Regions from separate parts of the Mus musculus genome. Here all the other regions are linked to region 1. The links are chromatin contacts, called in public Hi-C and HiChIP or PLAC-seq maps. All regions are on one chromosome and are shown on one strand. Each heading gives the region's core, a stretch centred on a gene start, on an enhancer-like site or on the middle of the called end of the contact. The rest is flanking DNA. Distances are from core to core; before and after follow the strand shown.

Region 1 (2,510 bases), core at 5-2,504:
CTGTAAGTATAAGCACACTGCGCCCCCCCCCCCTTCTCTGAAGGATATTTTGGGCTATAAAATCAGTAGAGTACTAAAGACTTTCAAGTAGGTTTGAAGATGAATTAAAGCCGTGAAATACAAGTTTCCATACAAGAAAGTCATTGGCCTCTTGGCTCTAGTATAAACATAAATAAAAATTCATAGTAAATCAAATCCAACCTTCCACACTGCCACTACTCCACTCCACATGGACTTCCCAGTGTTTGTAGCACAAAGAAATCTTTGGATGCACACTGAAGGGTGATTCCAACCCAGCCCCATCCACGTTCACAGCCTTAGTCTGTCCAGCCCGGCCTCTTTTCGCCCTCTGCTGTCCGTACCCACCTTAATTAGCTTTGCTCTCCCAAGTCTCTCAACACCAGGGTGGCCCTCCACCTTCCCACAGCCTTTCCATGTGCAATTTGTGTTACAACTTTAAAAAAGCCATAAACGGGTCGGGAGCAATCTTGGTAGCACGACAGAACCTCCACATGCGGTTTTTTTAGGTGTCTCCTGCGAGCACAATTTTTAGGAATACCAAACTCTTACTTAGATAAAGTCTATTGCCGTGAACCACAGACCCGTCACCCGGGTTTAATGGAGAGAAAAACCGAACCTGGCAGGTAGGAAACCAATCAAGGCGCCAAGGCTGCCTACGCAGGGGAACAAAGGGGATGCCCCAGGCTAGGACGGGAATCCTGCTGGGTTTAGACGCTTTGTATCTTCGCAGGCGCAACATTCATCTTTTTTTCTGATTGCATAATGCAAATATGGTGGACCAGCAAAGCCGTCCCCGGGTTGGGGGGCGGGGTGACAGAAACCACGTGGCTCCTTCCGCGCGGGGGCCTTTGTGGGATCTATTCCCAGTGGAGCAGATAAGAAACTTAGCAAACCGCGTGACCACGGCTCCTCAGAGGCCCGTGGGGAGGGACAAACGTGAGCTCCGGGGTTCAGAGGGTTGGTCGGTCGGCGGGAGCCAACGGAGTCCGCCACAGCCCACTCGCTGCGACTCCACGCCCACCACGGTGGCAACCGGGCAGGTCCCGAGTGCGCAGGTGCGCTGCGCCCCGCCCCCTGGGAGACCACGCTGTCACTCAAGTATCGCGAGAGCAGCGCGGCAGAGAGGGGGTGGGCCTGGGCAGTCGGCCCTGCCCCCTCCCTCTCTCTCGCCCCCCTCCCATCCCCCCTCGGCAGTCGCTCGGCTGCGCAGCTCCTAGAGCGGTTGGCGCGGCGGGAGACGGTTGAGGGGAGCGAGGGAGCCGAACCGTTGTGGCGAGCGCTCAGCAGCGGGCGAGCCAGGCGTCCCTGCCCGCGACCAGACCCGCGCGAGCGTCGGTGTAGGCGTTGCTTACGCCCCACAGGGTATCTGAAGTAGAAGGGGGGGTAGGTTGGGCCGGCGGTGCCGACAGCGGAGTCGGGAGAAGGACGAAGAGCCCGGGAGCGGGTGAGGGAACGCGGAGTGGCCGCTCGCTCGCTCTCCCCCGCCGCTCGGCTGCCGCCATCTTGGGGGCCGGTAGCGGTCGGGTCGCCTTCCCGCCTTTCCCCCGCTCGGGCTACTTTGTCGCCTCCGGCTTACGGGAAAGTGTCCGGCAGGAGAGAGTGCGGGCGGGAGATCCGAGCTCTCCGGTAGGGATGAGGGTGGGGAGCTCAGCGAGCCGGGAAAGCGGGACGCGCTCCGGGTGGAAATGGCGCTCGGCGGGCCCGGCCACCCACCGGGGCCTCCGGTGCTCTCGAAGGGACTACCTGGGGCCGGCGGGGCTGCGAGGGGCTGCTGACGCAGACTCCAGGGTTGAGACAGGGGGAGCTGGGGGCGGGGGAAGGAGAAGCCAGTGACGACGAGGGCGCTCCGATGCCAGATGCAGGACAAAGGCGGCCGCGGTCCTCCTTTGTAATTCCGCCGCTCGGTTGCGATGGCCTTGGCCGGGGGCCGGAGGCGGACTGTCCCCTATCTCCCGGGTCTCTAGGGCGAGCTGGGCAAACGGAAAATCTCCGGGAGGAGGCAAAGGACGCTTAGCCGACCTTTTAGTCCCTATTTGGAACTGCGGAGAGAGTCCGTTGCGCATCTCCAAAGAATTACCACCCACCTACCCCATGTCCCCCTCTTAGGTGTCGACCAAGACTTTTCATTTTGGAAGAGAAGTGCATGGCTTTTCTAATAGGAATAGTGCAAAGTGGGTGTGTTTCAAACAGGTCCGGGCCAGGTGAACTGCGAAGGTGCTGCGTTTAGGCAAGGGTGGAGAGTTAAGTTGTGTTTGGGGTAGTTAACTCTCCAGGAGTTGTGTTTTGTGTCGTTTTGTAATTAAGGCCGAAAGCCCAGTGCATTTCGTTTCATTTGATGGCTGAGCATGTTTAAAACTTGTATCGAACTGTGGTGTTTTGAAGCCGAAATAGGTCTCTTAAAGTGGAAGCCGAATCGCGTACCTAGTTGACGCGTTTTGGGTCCTTAAATTGGAAGCCGAATCGCGTACCTAGTTGACGCGTTTTGGGTC
Region 2 (2,510 bases), core at 6-2,505, 370 kb after region 1:
GAATTCTGGAAGCTATCACAAATTTAAAATATTGTGGTCCCGGTTATTTAAGTCTAATCATAGAACTCAGGACGTGTAGCTGTAATTTTTTTAAGGCCTGTGTTTGAGGCTCAGATTACAAGACTGCTACACTAGACATTATGTAGTTTGCAAGAATGCCCTGTACCTACATCTAGGTTTGGTGTCATCTTCCCTCAGGAATGTAATAGCTGATTGACTGAATAAAGAGAACATGATAAACAAGGTTTGAGGACTGGGATTGTTGTTCAATTGGTAGTAGGCTTGCCTGGTCTGTGAGGTACAGGGGATCGAGCCCAATCTTTGTGAATATACATAAAGACCAAGAAGTCAATTCGCTGACACTGATATCTTTCATATAAATTTGTACCTCAGAGGCAGTTAATCCTGAACCTTAAGATTAAATGTACGTATTACAAGCAGGTCATCTGTCAGACACATTGGACTTGCTTTTCTTATCCTTTAGATTTTTCCCTATTCTGTTTCATAGGAGCGAGCATTCGCCTTGCAACTCTGGGAAATTACAGCTGTGAGAGCGCTGTGCCCATCGCGGATTCCGATCACTTTTCAAGTCTTACAAGCGCTACTGAGTTTGGACAAATAAATTCGCTTCTCGGGTGGGTTTGGTTTCTTCTGGGATACGTGAGAACTAAAAGTGAAGCCATAACTTAACGCCTGCATAAGGAGCTAATATCCTTGAGGCGGCCCCTCGGCTTCAGACCCCTGCAGATTCTGCTGACCCCGGGAAGCCTCGACGTCAATGCCCAGGTACCGTTACAGGCTAACGCTCCACCCACTGCGGGGGGCGGGGCGGGGCGGGGGCGGGGCGGAGGGCTGCAGTTTCCGGCGGCGAATGGCTGTACGGCGCGTGGCGCTCCCGCCGGCCTCAGCTCGTGCTTGCCCACGAGCCGCTGCGTCGCGCGTCAGCCCCTCGCTCCCCGCCGCCTGCGAGGGGGCTGCGCGAGCGTTGCAGGGCATGCTGGGAAGGGAGGCGTTCCGAGCGGGGGGAGGGGAACACTTGGAATTCTGCGTGCCGCGCCAGGGGAGGCGAGCGTCCTTCCTGGAGATTGGCCCGTGCTCTGGAGAAGCCTGTCACTTCAGACCGTGGGCGGGCCCATCGGGGCCACTCAGGTTTTCATTGGCCGAGGGAGGCTGCGACTCTCTGGGAGAGTTTCCTCCTGTAGAGTTCCGGCTTGCTTTGCTCCCGCCGCGAGGTGCGTGGCCCGGAAGTGACGCACGGTCCTGGCCGGCGGGGCCGCCCAGCCCCCGCTTCCTTTCACGCTCTCGGTGGCCGTAGGTGGTCGCGGCCACCGCAGCCGGGCGGGAGGTTGCGACGGCCAGTAATGCCCGGGAAACTCCTCTGGGGAGACATAATGGAGCTCGAGGCACCCTTGGAAGAGTCCGAGAGCCAGAGGAAGGAGCGGCAAAAGGTGTGCTGCGGCTGGGCCGCGCCTCCCTCGGGCTGCGCTGGCCTGGGCGGGGAGGGGAGCTGTCTAGGAAGGGGAAAGACCTGTCAGGACCGGGGGCGAGTTTCCGAGGGACAGCTTCCCCTTCGCCGAGCTCAGCCCTCCGAGGTCCCAGGGACCATTCCCCATCGCCGCACTCCCGGACCTGGAGGAGAACGGCCCGGCTTCCGTGGTACTTCAGCCCCACGTCGGCCTCTGCGCCCGGATCTCTCCCGAGAGATGGGCAGACTTGAGCTCCCATCGCCGTGGAATCTGCTCGTGTTCCCTTTCTTAGGCGGCGAGTCCCTTCATTTGGTTTTCCGGGGCCTTCGAAGAGTTGAGACAGAGATGATGATGGCTTTGCCTATGTGTTGCCTCCCGGTCGCGGTGTCGTGTCTGCAGCAGTCTCGGGAAAAGCTATCCTAGGGGGTTACAATCCTCCATGATTGGGTAATAGAGGCTTAAGGAACAGTGTCAAAGCCAGGCTTGCCAGGGGTTGGCTGTGATGGAGTTCGTGGGGGTTGTATTACGAATAGCCCTTACTGTCAGTATTTTCAATCCACTGTGGTTTTTATTGAGGCTAATCGTGCCAGACTCTTAGCTGAGGACCGAGGAGATAAAACTAATTAAGTATGCAGAATAGTCCCTGCCCACCAGGAGCCTGTAGAGGTTCTATCCCCACCTCCGTCCAAGACATTAAGAAAGAAAGAAAGAAAGAAAGAAAGAAAGAAAGAAAGAAAGAACCCGAAAAATAGAGGATCTTATGGTGTTAAGAAAAAATGCAGAGGTAAAATTTTTACTGGAGACATTTGACCTGGAGAAAGAAAGCTGAATGAGGATGAAAATGACTGTGGGAAAGATGACACTTGATAAAATATTTACTCTGTAGAGTGCTAGAGATGAGGAAACACCCCCTAGGACCTACCACGAAGGTAAATTTTAAATTCTAGCCACCCTTTTATGTCACCTTCCCAGTGGGCATTGAAGTGAGGCCACCACTATGCCCGACAAATGCCCAGCGTTGAGCTCTATTCCCAACTCTCGTTT
Region 3 (2,510 bases), core at 6-2,505, 340 kb before region 1:
TATAAAGGGGGTTTACTGGGGGAAGGGAAAGGAGTGAGGGTCTGGGAAGACGGGAAGAGGCAGACAAGTGGACATGTAGACAGGCAGGCAGACAGACAGGAAGCAGACAGAGAGCCATGAGGGCAGAGAAGGAAAGAAGAGGTCAAGAGAGAATGCCGGGAACAGAGAAAGACACAGAGAGAGAAAACGGGGAAACTGAAAGGGCTGGGGTGGTAGGCAGTCCATTTATAGGCAGCCCATAACCTAGCAGCCGCAGATGACTTAAGTTGTTGCTAGGTCCCTGAGAGGAGTCTAATGGAATGGTCTGTAAGTTAACACGCCAACACACACACAGTGTTAAAAAATAACTTTCGCTTAGACATGGTAATACGTGCCAAAACTCTAAGCACCCAGGAGGCTGAGACAGAAGGGTCACAAGTTTCAGGTCAGCCCGCAGCTACCCAGCAAGTTCCAAAACAGACTGAGAAACATAGCAAGACTCTGACCAAAAATCAAGAAAGTCCACTCTGATTGCAGTTAAGGGAAGCAGTTTTCAGAGTTGAAATTACCTAATACTGAGGTTAAAGAAATTGTTGTCAAGAAGTTAGGAGCGTCCTCATGGGTACCAGTGTCCATGAGGAGGCCTTGGATCCCTTGGCATCAAACACTGTTTTCAGGAAGCGCACGGGCCAGTTCAGTGGCCTCTCACAGCTGGGTAGCACTTTCTTAGTTCCTACAGAGTTAGTGTTCGGCGGCGGGAGGGGGGTGGGGGGGGTGGGGGGTGGGGGGGGTGGTATCAATTAACAAAGAAATCTGAAACCTTCACAAGCCTCTGTGTACTAAACACTCCAAACATCAGTTTGACCTACTGTCCCGCCATGTCCTTGAGGACTCGCGATTTAAACCGCTTTGGCAGATAAAACAGAGTACGACAGTTCTCTTAAGGCAATGAGCATTTGCCAGGAAAACAACAGGTGGGTATCCCAACCACTTCCAAAAGCATCCTTCGCCTTCCACTGAAATCGGTGAAGCCACTTGAAATAGTGAGCCCGGGAGACCCCATCCCTAGAACCTCTAAGCCTTCTGAAACAGGGCTTCAGATTTTAATGAAGAGCTGAAGTTGGAAATCACTACATGCCACGTCATATCCAGAGAGTCCATCCTTCTGTCTTTACAGTGGCTGCTCATGAATCAAACAGTTCTTCACCTCCCGCAGCAAGACTCTACACCCCAGGTTTCGAGGTGCGTGGTGAAGGGAGGTGTGCTGTGCGCGGCCCCTCGGTAGCGCCCTGGGTCTCCTTATGATTGGCTCTGTGACGATGTGTCTTCCACATCTAGCTCTCTTTGGTCTGAAAGGGAATAAGTGAGTGAATGAATGAATGAATGAATGAATGAATGAGGGTAGGGCAGGAGCCCCTTTGTCTCCTCCTCCTTTTGTCCTGAGGCTATACTGGTGAGTAGGAAAACTGAAAATCCAAATTTTGTTAAAGGTGTGCTGGATCTGTATTCCTATCCCAGGCAAGGCAAAGCCAGCTGAGCCTTCCATTGTTTTGCTGGTTAAAGCTGTTTTAAGTTTTGACACACACACTTCTCCATTAGTCTCCCTTGTTCAGGATCTTTCTGGGACTGACTGGTACTGTAGCCGTTAGTATTCTAATGCTAATTTGGGTCCCCTAAGTTAGTTGACTTGAGAGGGTAACTCCTAGCTTCTGGGAAACTGCCCCAGTTAATTCTGATTGGTAAATAAAGATGCCAGCAGCCAATAGCTGGGGAGAAGAGAGGAAGAGGCAGGATTTAAGGTTCCTGGGCTTGGGACCTGGAGGAAGCAGGAGGGAAGAAGAGAGACTCGCTCTGCCTCAGGAGTGTGCAGAACAGAGACAAGAGCAGCCATGGGGTAGGGAAGCAAGGCGAGCCTTGGGTTCCGGGCCAAGAAAACGTGGCCCAGAGGGCTGACTAATTGGAATTAGGAGCAGCGAAGATGGAGCATAGAGATTAGAAGTAGTAACTCAGAGTTAGGCAGTTGCCCGGCTATTGTGTTATTTAAGGCATATTAAAATATAAAGGCGGTGTGTGTGTCTTTCATCTGGGAACATAAATGGTCTAAGGTGGGAAGGACCTCGCGCCAGGATTTATTAAAAATATTACTATTGGGCTGGAAAGATGGCTCAGCGGTTAAGAGCACTGACTGCTCTTCCAAAGGTCCTGACTGAGTTCAAAATCCCAGTAACCGCTGGGGGGGGGGGGGGGGGCGCACACCTTTAATCCCAGCTCTTGGGAGGCAGAGGCAGGCGGATTTCTGAGTTCGAGGCCAGCCTGGTCTACAGAGTGAGTTCTAGGACAGCCAGGGCTACACAGAAAAATCCTGTCTTAAAAAAAAAAAAAATCCCAGCAACGAGGCTGGAGAGATGGCTCAGTATTTAACAGCACGACTGCTCTTCTGAAGGTCCTGAGTTCAGATCTGACGTCCTCTTCTGGTGTGCCTGACAACAGCTACAGTGTACTTCATAGAATAAATAAATCTTTAAACAATA
Region 4 (2,510 bases), core at 5-2,504, 260 kb before region 1:
AAAGTGACACAAAACCAGCCAGTACATTTGCTTAAATGACTATAAAGTTTTAGTTTTGCAAACTGAAAAGAGATCCACAGAGTGCTACAAAACAATGTGATAACACAACTCCTTAATTTTAAAACAATTCAATTAGGAAATCTTGTTTTATGTACTGACATCAGTTCAAATCACCCTTTTCACTGGAACCCGAGTTTCTGTATGACCCGAGTTTCTTTTTCTTTTTCTTTTCTTTTTTTTTTCCCTTCTTCGAGACAGGGCTTTTCTGTGTAGCCCTGGTGGTCCCCGAACTCAGAAATCCACCTGCCTCTGCCTCCCAAGTGCTGGGATTAAAGGTGTGTGCAGCCACTGCCCGGCCAGAATTTCTCTGCATGTATAGATGTAGATAACATACACACATGCCTTTGGGGTCTTACCATGAGTCCAGGATAGATAAACTCAATATTCCTCCTCTTAGCACTATACTCCTAATCTGTTACTTTACTAACAGTTCATGTAAACACAGAAGACCAGCATTTTAATAAGAGCTGTAATATATGTAGCACACGTTAAATACAGTAGCACTTACCAATATCTTGTGGACACTGTCCATTATAAGAAAACCAGTTTCCTTTTACAGTGAAAGGGCTTTTTCTGTTGCTGGTTGAACCAGTTCCCAACTGCCCATTACCACCAAGACCAAAGGAGTAAATTCGTCCTGAAGAAGGAACAAATGCAGAGGTATGCTGCCTAGAATAAAATGACAGAAAACTTCTGACTTAAGGTTAAATTCCAAAGAATTAAAGTACAAATTAACCAACACGATCCTCTTAAAAATAAACCAGGGTTGGGAAAATGGCTGGGGGGAAATGAGTGTCTGCACCATCATCCAGCACCAGGAACTGGCCAGAGCACCCAGAATCCTGTCGACAGCCAGGTAGGAATGGCAGAGTGCCTGTGAATGCAGCATGGGGGTAGGAACGTCACGCTGATCCTGAGAGCTTTAGCTACCGCCAGTTTTGCTGAAATACTGAACTTCCTTCCAGCCCACTGCAGCCCCCGTCTCAGGGCAATGCAGCACTGAGTGACAGAGAGGAGGATACCCAATGTCCTGTTTTGGCCTCTAAATATGCACACACACACACACACACACACACACACACACACACACACACTTAATAAAAATCACAAATCATCTTAACAGGTCCACGAAGAGCAACTAGGAATAGGCTGGGATATCCCTCAAAGACAGAGTGCTTGCTATCACAGATAAGACCCTGGGACCAATCGATAGCACTGAAAATAAACAAGACATAAACTAGAAATTGTTTGATAAAGATTACCTACAAAAATAGCTGGGCACAGTGGTGCACACTTTTGATGCCAGCACATAAGAGGCAGAGACAGACAGATCCCAGCCTGGTCTATATAGAGTTATAGGATAGCCAGAGCTATAAGGAGGAACCCTGTTTAAAAAAACAAAAACAGCTGGGCGGTGGTGGTGCACGCCTTTAATCCCAGCACTTGGGAGGCAAAGGCAGGCAGGATTTCTGAGTTCAAGGCCAGCCTGGTCTACAAAGTGAGTTCCAGGACAGCCAGGGATATACAGAGAAACCCTGTATCGAAAAACCAAAACCAAAACCAAAAACAGACCAAACAAAAACAAAAACCTACAAAAATCTATGACTGACATACTACTTAAATGTGAAATACTGAGTTTTCCAACAAAGAAACAAAACATGCCTGATTATCAGTACTTTAATGATTAGACTAGCATACTAGCCAACACATTAAGACAACTATATACATGGTTTGCACAACTAACAGAAAGAAAGCCACAGATACACCTATGAACATAAATAATTTATCAATAAAAGTTTAATGAGGTGGACTGGAGAGATGGCTCAGTGATTAAGAGCACACTGCTCTTCCGAAGGTCCTAAGTTCAAATCCCAGGAATCACATGATCACTCACAACCACTGTAATGAGATCTGATTCCCTCTTCTGGAGTGTCTGAAGACAGCTACAGTGTACTTACATATAATGAATAAGTAAATCTTAAAAAAAAAGTTTAATGTGACAGCACTTTTAAGAAGCGATATAAATACATAATTTATAGCAACTGTGTCATCACAAAGCAAGGAGGTCAAGTTTTCAAAAAAGGAACTGGACAGTAGATTCTGGGAAAACAGATAAGTAGTAAGTACTGAGAATCTGTCTCTCATCTGGGTAAGGACTGTACTGGCAGAATCTGATACAATTATTATTGTTTGCCTTAAATTGCCAAGTCTGGTGATACAAGTCTTTAGTATTACCATTTGGGAGGCAGAGGTCTGGTTAACTCAATACAGAGTTCCAGGACAGACAGAGAGCAACAGAGAGCCTGACTTAAAACAAAACAACTTTTAAAAGTATCTAATCAACTACAGACTAGATTGACTTAGAAAGATAATTCAAACTACTAAAATCAGGAGAGAAAGTGGAAACTTAGGCATGGTGGCACTTGTGTACTGCCAGCACCAGGGAGCAG

Evidence for each region. Hi-C and Micro-C count contacts between places; a contact is called where the count stands out from the background. HiChIP or PLAC-seq counts read pairs in DNA pulled down with a chosen protein or histone mark.
Region 2: a contact with region 1 is called in a Hi-C map of natural killer cells, with 9 times the contacts expected there. The contact joins the promoter of Ddx50 here to the promoter of Hnrnph3 in region 1. A contact is called at or near these places in 1 of 39 promoter capture datasets (hippocampal neurons), 12 of 484 Hi-C or Micro-C datasets (CD4 T cells, the N1E-115 cell line, double positive thymocytes and 7 more), 7 of 115 datasets of contacts at active chromatin or transcription factors (astrocytes, effector CD8 T cells, embryonic stem cells and 4 more) and 3 of 9 other capture datasets (adipose tissue, liver and pancreatic islet).
Region 3: an H3K4me3 HiChIP or PLAC-seq map of embryonic stem cells shows a contact between it and region 1, with 3 times the contacts expected there. The contact joins the enhancer-like site here to the promoter of Hnrnph3 in region 1. A contact is called at or near these places in 16 of 39 promoter capture datasets (the 3T3-L1 cell line, 3T3-L1-derived adipocytes, the C10 cell line and 11 more), 15 of 484 Hi-C or Micro-C datasets (B cells, the C10 cell line, CD8 T cells and 11 more), 13 of 115 datasets of contacts at active chromatin or transcription factors (the NIH/3T3 cell line, the SCID.adh cell line, bone marrow-derived macrophages and 8 more) and 2 of 9 other capture datasets (adipose tissue and liver).
Region 4: a contact with region 1 is called in an H3K4me3 HiChIP or PLAC-seq map of fetal liver, with 4 times the contacts expected there. The contact joins the enhancer-like site here to the promoter of Hnrnph3 in region 1. A contact is called at or near these places in 8 of 39 promoter capture datasets (3T3-L1-derived adipocytes, embryonic stem cells, hippocampal neurons and 3 more), 1 of 484 Hi-C or Micro-C datasets (embryonic stem cells), 7 of 115 datasets of contacts at active chromatin or transcription factors (embryonic stem cells, epiblast stem cells, fetal liver and 1 more) and 4 of 9 other capture datasets (adipose tissue, embryonic stem cells, liver and 1 more).

Annotation. Positions count from the first base shown.
Region 1 is chr10:63,022,593-63,025,102 of GRCm38.p6, reverse strand. Hnrnph3 (heterogeneous nuclear ribonucleoprotein H3) reads left to right here and starts at 1,254. Exons shown (of 10, transcript NM_001079824.1): 1 at 1,254-1,383. Pbld2 (phenazine biosynthesis-like protein domain containing 2) reads right to left here and starts at 591. Exons shown (of 10, transcript NM_026085.2): 1 at 367-591.
Region 2 is chr10:62,649,963-62,652,472 of GRCm38.p6, reverse strand. It overlaps Ddx50 (DExD box helicase 50), which reads left to right and starts at 1,255. Exons shown (of 15, transcript NM_053183.3): 1 at 1,255-1,448. The coding sequence starts at 1,362.
Region 3 is chr10:63,365,441-63,367,950 of GRCm38.p6, reverse strand. No RefSeq gene overlaps it. Among named protein-coding and RNA genes, the nearest start is that of Dnajc12, 20 kb to the left of the region's middle. Within about 2 kb of position 1,255, at least 14 of the 459 cell types and tissues checked have an H3K27ac peak or open chromatin away from gene starts, as enhancers often do. A contact at or near this core is called in embryonic stem cells and epiblast stem cells, where this site is marked.
Region 4 is chr10:63,281,400-63,283,909 of GRCm38.p6, reverse strand. Herc4 (hect domain and RLD 4) reads right to left here. Exons shown (of 25, transcript NM_026101.4): 9 at 569-729. Among named protein-coding and RNA genes, the nearest start is that of Gm51767, 5.4 kb to the right of the region's middle. Within about 2 kb of position 1,254, at least 7 of the 459 cell types and tissues checked have an H3K27ac peak or open chromatin away from gene starts, as enhancers often do. A contact at or near this core is called in fetal liver, where this site is marked.